2 separate regions of the Mus musculus genome follow, and region 2 is linked to region 1. Evidence: chromatin contacts called from public HiChIP or PLAC-seq data. All regions are on one chromosome and are shown on one strand. The core of a region is the stretch at or near the end of the contact, and the rest is flanking DNA. Distances in the headings are between cores, read along the strand shown. Region 1 holds the start of Cytip (cytohesin 1 interacting protein). Region 2 overlaps Acvr1c (activin A receptor, type IC).

What was found. HiChIP or PLAC-seq counts read pairs in DNA pulled down with a chosen protein or histone mark.
Region 2: a contact with region 1 is called in an H3K27ac HiChIP or PLAC-seq map of bone marrow-derived dendritic cells, with 2.0 times the contacts expected there. The contact joins the enhancer-like site here to the promoter of Cytip in region 1. A contact is called at or near these places in 1 of 39 promoter capture datasets (pre-B cells), 1 of 15 datasets of contacts at CTCF or cohesin (large pre-B cells), 1 of 484 Hi-C or Micro-C datasets (embryonic stem cells), 4 of 115 datasets of contacts at active chromatin or transcription factors (DN3 thymocytes, bone marrow-derived dendritic cells, memory CD8 T cells and 1 more) and 2 of 9 other capture datasets (adipose tissue and embryonic stem cells).

Annotation. Positions count from the first base shown.
Region 1 is chr2:58,158,430-58,162,142 of GRCm38.p6, forward strand. Cytip (cytohesin 1 interacting protein) reads right to left here and starts at 1,693. Exons shown (of 8, transcript NM_139200.4): 1 at 1,453-1,693. The coding sequence starts at 1,626.
Region 2 is chr2:58,308,231-58,311,943 of GRCm38.p6, forward strand. All of the region lies in intron 2 of Acvr1c (activin A receptor, type IC), which reads right to left. Among named protein-coding and RNA genes, the nearest start is that of Gm13544, 33 kb to the left of the region's middle. Within about 2 kb of position 1,646, at least 10 of the 459 cell types and tissues checked have an H3K27ac peak or open chromatin away from gene starts, as enhancers often do. A contact at or near this core is called in adipose tissue and bone marrow-derived dendritic cells, where this site is marked.

The DNA.
Region 1 (3,713 bases), core at 443-2,942:
TGGCAACGTGTAAAGCCTGAGCTGAGAACAAGATCTGGAAAGATTCCCTCCGTGGTGCAGTTATTAACAGTATTTTTCCTGGTAAGTGATATATGCCGAGAACAAATAGTAGGATAGCAAATGATCAGAATTTGGTGTAATGGCTTTGTATTAAATAGAAAGAGAAACAGACTGCTCTCTGTTTAGAATCTGAGTAAACCCGTTGGCGTTTCCTGTGTTGCCCATTTATAAATCGATACAGATGTTCACCAAACTTTGTATTATAAAAACACGTTGGATTGAGAATGACAATCAACTACTAGCAAATGAGCTTCATCACTGTGGAAAATGCCAAGGAATCCACTCACCACATCAGGTCCTGACTCTCCCCTACGCTTCAACTTTGTAATGCTGAAGTTAGATGAGCTCAGAGGAGAACACAATATGCACAATGTAGTAAGCCACAAAGCTGTGTTTTAAGTCAGTTCTAAACATCTTGTGCATGACTGTTTATATAAATTCAAATACACACCTTGGACCTTATAGAAAAGTATATGATCAAAATACATAAAGTGGTATATAGTTCATTCTTATGTATTACAAATGGAAGACCAAAGATTCAGAACAAATTCACTAGACACATACTTTTCCAGTTGAGTTTTCATCTCTAAAGACATTTCATAAAAATTTTCGAACAGCCTTTATTGAGTGCTGAGTGCCCTGTACATTTCCTTACTTAAAGGGCAGAGGGTTCAAGGAAGTTGTTTCTGCTGTTACCTAATCAAGTGAATGGAGTTTAGTTTGATAGCTTCCTTTTCAGAAAGACATAATGTGAGGGGGGCAGCTACCAACTTGCTCTGTATGCCACAGCTACCAAGCAGCCCATTCACCTCCCCGAAATAGTCCTACTTCCCAATAGCCCAAGGTTCTATCATTGCTCCAGGACTGAAGAATTCACTTGGCTGACAGAGGTAGTGTTCAAGGAGAAGTCTTCTCTCGATTGTGAACTGACGGGGCCTGGAGGTAAGCCCAGAGGGAGACAATGAACAGACACACAAACGGAGGAGTGTTGATCGTGTGGGTTGTGTACCTGTAAACGACCTTCATGTTCATTGTTCTCAACAACTTTCATTTTACCTGAGCACATCTTTAAATGAAGATAAATATTTGAGTCTTACTTTAAAAAAAAAAAAAAGTGACTGTTTTTCTATCCTTCAACTGTGATACTATCTCTGGTAGACATGTCACCTCCCCCCTCACATGTACTCTCAGTCATTAACTCCTAAGTTAATTGGGTAGTAGACAGAGGTTCTCCTCAGGGAAAAGAACTCTCCTTTGAATAAGAACCGAAATGACTCCTAAGCGCGGGGAATAAGGCTGGTAGTCAAAGTTAACAGAGACACGCAGGAGCAGGTACCACTTTCAGCAGAGGTCAGGCAAACGTGAACACTCTAGACAGCGCAGCAACCTTACCTGCTTTCGTCCCCGGGGCAAAGTAGCTACAGTGTCTGCCAGCACTTGAATCCTTCGGTTGTCTTCCATCGTGAGCTGGCCCGTGAGGACGGAGTAGGAGCCGTAGGCAGAGTCAGCACAGTACTCCAAATTGCCATTGCTGCCCTGCCGCTGCAGAAACCTTTGCAGAGACATTGTGGGCAAAGATTAATCCCGCCAACACATGGTTCCCTGGCCTTGCAGGAGGGAGGAAGCGAAATGCACAGCCCTCTGACACGCAGTCGAAAAAGTAGCAAAGCCAACAGAACCCATGTGACTGCTGTGGTTTGAGACACTGTTGCACAAAGCCTATAGAGGAGGTCACTCCTACTCTCCAGTGCTCCTGAGAGAACCTTGCGTTCCTTTTCTACAATTAAAAAAAAAAAAAAAGAAAAAGAAAAAAATCAGTGTACTTTTCCTCCCTCAAACAGCCGGAACATAGAGTTTGATACTCTATGGCTACGGGTACTCAAAACAGAATTTTCCAGAGAAAGAAAAGAAAAGAAAACAACTTTGTTCAAGTTCGCTCATTTGCTTCCTACCCGTTTGCTCATTTAATATTAGCACCCCCGTGCACTTAACAGACTGTGCCCTCACTCACTCTTTTGGCTGTAAATGTCACAGGTGCTGGCCAGGTTGTTCTCTGGTAAAGTCCTTGTGGTGTTCCTCCCTCTACCTCATTAAAGTTCATCAAAAATGCATTCTGTCCCTAGAGCTGTAGCCGTTTGACATTCACCTAATTGCCTTTATGCCGCTTTATTCTTACCGCAATTACCCATCAGCTTTATAAGAACATAACGGGGAGGGGAAGGAAAGGCAGCGTATTTAGTGCAGAACATTGTTCGTATCTGGGGCTACTCATACCTACAACTTTAGGGGGGAAGAAAGCAGTGGGAAAGAAGGGGGTAGTCAAGCTGAGATAACACAGGATGGTTCCTGTGGCAGTGTGCCATCACGGTGGGGGGAGGGACTTGAAAACAGTTGCTTTTTTTATTTTTTAAATTTTGTATTTTTCAAGTAGTTGAAGATAACGGGTTTCACCCAGAAGCAGGAAAGTACGTAAAAGGCAGAATCAAAGCAAAAATAAAAAGGAGAAGTTTTAAATAGCACAGAAGTCAAACACGCACGTAAAAGTCGTTTGGAAGGTCACTACTAGAGTTTACAAGAGTTAGAAAAGCTCCGAGCTAGAATGGAATGCGTGCACTAGAACTCGAAGTGGGTTCAACCCAAGCAGAACTGGCCAAGTGTGAGTCATAAAGTCGTCAGAATTAATGAAAAGAGGAAGCCGGATCGGAGAACGGTAACGCTCTAACACAGCATGACTCCTTACTGTTGGAACTGAATAAGAATAGAAAGAAGACGATGTCCCTTAAAACATATAAAATCTAAGTTGGAGATTACAAGCACACATCCTTCTAGGGGGCAGATATGTGTAATTCAAAAGAAAGTGCTGGTAACTTTGGTAGCTTAACAATTTTTTTTTTCCTCTAGGAATTTTACAGTCAGGTAAATGTGTTAATACTTGCAAACATTGAATCAAGCCAAGTTCTATAGATGAAAACAGTAACTGTACAAATTCAGTGTTATGAGGTATTAGTCTGTAGATTGCAGACATTAATGATTGACTGGAAGCATGTTTCACTATATGCCATAAAATGCACCTAACATGCTGACTCTTTCAATAACTACATTTACATTTATATTCCACTAGTATTAAAAAAAAACAAAGGCACATCTGCTCCCTGCCCATACACATCAGTCAGGCCACACCCATGAATGTATTTACGAACTGGCCAACCATGATGGTTCGGGTCTCTCTTCTGATTCTTGAGGCCTGCATCGTGCCACTTACTACACACTTTGAATAATATCCCGATCAGTAGTGTCATCTGTGATAAAATGACTCATCTTCAATGACAACGAAGCTTTCAGACACCAAATTGTTGACTTACAGCAGTGTGTGACTGTGTAGGTTTTTAGAAGTTGTGGGCTTTTTTCCCCCTCTAGGATTTACCTTCCATCCCCTCTCAGCCTCTTCATTACTGTGAGAAGGGGATACAGTAGACAATCTGCTCAATCTGTCTACCATGCAGGTCTGAGGTGTCCTTCAGTGTCCATAGGACAGAAAGGACAGATTTGACGTTCCTTCTGCATTCTACTTTCTAAAGAGGCCCGTCAGACTTCTTCAGATCATCTCTTTAAGATCTAAATACCACATGTGGGTCATAGTCAGATACACTCAC
Region 2 (3,713 bases), core at 396-2,895, 150 kb after region 1:
TTTTTGTATATGATGTGACACTTGATACAACCCTGTTTTCTTCCAGATGGATAGATATTTATGCCAGTATCCTTTCAAAACTAAGTCATTCTAGAGTTTTCCATCTTTGCCAAGCTCCTCTTTAGATGGCCACGGGCACGCTTTCTCGTATTGTATACATTGAAATGCTAAGTAAAATAGAAATGATTTTCTTCTGTTTCATGGTTGGGACAGGAGGTGGGGGAGGGGGGGAAGATGGGGGATGAATTGCTCAGCTGCCAAACTTACAGTGAAAATCCAGACCGTGCTTAAAGTATGGGAAGATCTGCCAATGTACCCTGGAATTGTCTGCCCTGTCGTGGTGGCCAAGTGCTTACTGTACAAAGACAGGAGATAAAAACATAGTCCAGAAACAACGAAAAGTCAGGCCTGAGATGCCTAGGTGAAACAGGCAGCTACAGGTGACACTGCCTTGAAAACAAAGGAAACAAAAATATTCAACAGAGGATGACAGAGTATAGTCTTCTCTCTCAACCATTGTTTTCAGTAGAACAGAAAGAGAAGGAATGGACAGGGAAGGGGAAAGGGAAAAAGAAGTGGAAAGGGGAGGAAAAGAAGGGGAAGGGAAGAGGAGGGGAAGAGAAAGACAAGTGGAAGGAAGAAGAGAAGGAGAAAGAGTAGGGGAGGGAAGGAAGGAAAAGCAGGCTTAGAACTCACTCTCTATATTCACCCAAAATAGTTAATTACAACATGGAACGGATTTGGGTGGACGGCACCCTGAGACACTTGACAAAAATTAATCTCAGTCTTTTCTGAGGAAATTCATTTAAGCTAGGATTTTACCATTTCTCCAGCTAAGGATGCCAAAACAAACGCACATACAAAAATCACAAACAAGGAATTAAGCCAGGAAGCATGAATCAGCAGTCCCCAAAGCTGCAGACTTCAGCCCACAGAAGCTGTAGACGCTGAAGTGGTTAAATGTCAAAAGTGGGGGGGTGGGGGGTGGAAGGAGGGCGGAGTTTATAAAGTCCAGTTTATACCAAGTCGGAGTAGAGAAGAATTCCTGGAAGGGAGCTGTGCTTCTCTAGCTGACAGACCCGTTACAATATCAATGACACAGAGAAGTTTGGAAGTCACAGGTCCGAGTCTAAAGTCAATTTACTCTGAAATATCTTTAGAGCCAATCTTTGCTTCCCTCTGTGGCAGACCTAACATCAGGGAGCTAGCAGATAAAGCCGAACTGAACATCCTGATAAACAGATTTAAAAAAAAAAAGCTTTAGATAATATTCCTCATCAATCAAAGGACCAGTGATGCCCTTTGAGGTGAGAGCTGTGCTTTTGTGGTAACATTCGTAAAGGAATGTGAGAAAAAATGAGGGGAATGGACTATGGAACTCAAAGAAGTTATTGTGGGGACAAATATACCCTAGGTATAGAAAATGTTTGCCTATTATTTGTTTGCTCTACACAGATGTTTGCCTCCGTGCATACTAACATATGCAAATCAATATATTCCCTTTGAACTAGAAATATTCTTGAAGGGCTAGGATTACTTCTTTTACTTCTGAAAGTAAAATATTCTAGCCAAAATATCATCTCTCCGTATTTCAGAGGAACTGAGAATGAACAGCCTGTAACTGTCATATCTGTAGGGAGGACTACTAGGTGGAAGGGCACAGGGTCAAAATGAGAAGCACAACTCCAGGAAGAGGCAGTGAGTAATACAGGTTTTTCCTTCTGCTCTAAAAGTAGACACGAAAAAGAGATTAGACAGAGAAAGCTCTAGAAAACATGAGTTTCTCTTGCTTAATTAATTTGCATAATCTATATTAAAATTTTAAACATATGATTCCACATTTGTTTTGTGGGCTTGACATGTTTGCTGTTTGTAAAGGCACGAACTTAAGTACTAGTCCAAAAAAAGGTTAGTTTGTGAAATGGTTGTTGCTTTCCAAATTAAAAAAAAAAAAACACTTATATTTGTGCTCATATTGAACTTGGAAAATTATTTCTTTCTTCAACAACATCTCAACAATAACTGTTTTAATAAACTTCAAGAAAGAGAGAAAATTTCCTAGTATTATACTTCTACCAAAATATAAGCTTATTTCTATCAAATAAAACTGCTAACTCCTGAAAATTATACCCATGTGTAAAATTAAACCAGAAGGTACATTTTAAGAGCAAATGATTCAATTTAAATATGATCTAAATTAAATTTCAGTCTTAGTGATGTGAATTAATTTGTCTGAAATCTAATCAATTTTAGGCCATTTAAAAGAAAAAATGTGTGAAGTTAAAATAGTAACTAACATTTTGAATAGTTTTTTTTATACTCATGAATTAAAATAATAAATGCCCTTGCTCCATTTACAAATTCTACCCTTTAACATCAGTTAAAAAGCGGTGTTTCTTAAGCTGTGAAAAAGCCTATCCATGGGAGCCGACGGGCACTTTTTTTTTTTAAGGAAATAGCAATGATTGAAGTACCTTATACATTTTAAAGATTTGTTTTGTAAAAATCTTGTTCTATGTCCATGTGAGGTGAAACAAATTATACAAAATGAGTGTCTTTCTGTGTCACAATAGAAGCTTCATGAAAGCCCCTATAAGCTGTTAGGAATTAGCATCAAACATTTAAAAAGCATTTTGAAGAAGGAAGAAAGTAAGCACCAGCAGTTTCCAGCTGTGTGTTACTAGGACCACAGCAGTGTGCAAATGGGGTGGAGGAGGCACAAGCTTTATTCAATGTCGAAATTTTGTCACAAAGAAAGGAACCAAGAGGTCAGGTACTACAAACAAGACCTGAGGAAAAAAAAGAGGGCCACCTGGTTCTTCATCAAATCACCCATCCACAAATGGCCTGTAGGGTGATGGATGAAAGGTAGGAAGCATGGGGGCAAAGATCCTTTCACAATCCTAAAGAGAGGTTCCACATCTACACAACAGCTTCTGGTCAGCTCCTGACTCTTTCTGCAGAGCTGACCATGGACATGAATCTCGCTGTCAAGTACTGCAGAGATAGCACCCTGCTTTTCAGAGTGCTTTTCTATATTTCAATATGTACATGATCACATTTGAAACTGACATCTCCGGAATAGGCAAAGCATGGTTACCGACCATACTCTCTGATGACATGAAAATGGTGCAATTGTTGGCACCAGTTGTGCGGATGTTTAGCTTACAGTTTTTAGCCTTTCTTCATATAGCTACTGGCCCATGAATTGCTAATAGCCATTTTTAGCTCCTCCCCCACCCCTTTACTCCCATCCCGACCAGAACAGCACCATAGAAAGACTCTACATGTCCTACAAGTAGCCCTATTCAATTTAATCCCCATTTACCATAAACTGCCACTAGATGGTACGAATCCTTAGTTTCAATAAAGGGGTTGGAATTCAATGACGTACACAGCATTTCTTGTAGACATAATAGTTAATGGGTACAAAACATACATTTCCTCTTCTATGGATAATGTTTAGAACTCAATTACGGCAACCTATTGTCATAGAGTAATCTTAATAAAGTCATGAAAATGCTTGGGCAAAAATGAATATACACTTAATAATTAAAAAAATGTTTCACCTAAATGAAAAATAACAGAGAAATCTTTCCATTAATACTGTTAACATAATAATTTGACACAATTCTGTAAACCTCAGTATTTTGGAATCTGGAGACACAAAGATAGCCGTGAATTTGAGAGCAGCTTGAGCTACAAAGTGAGTA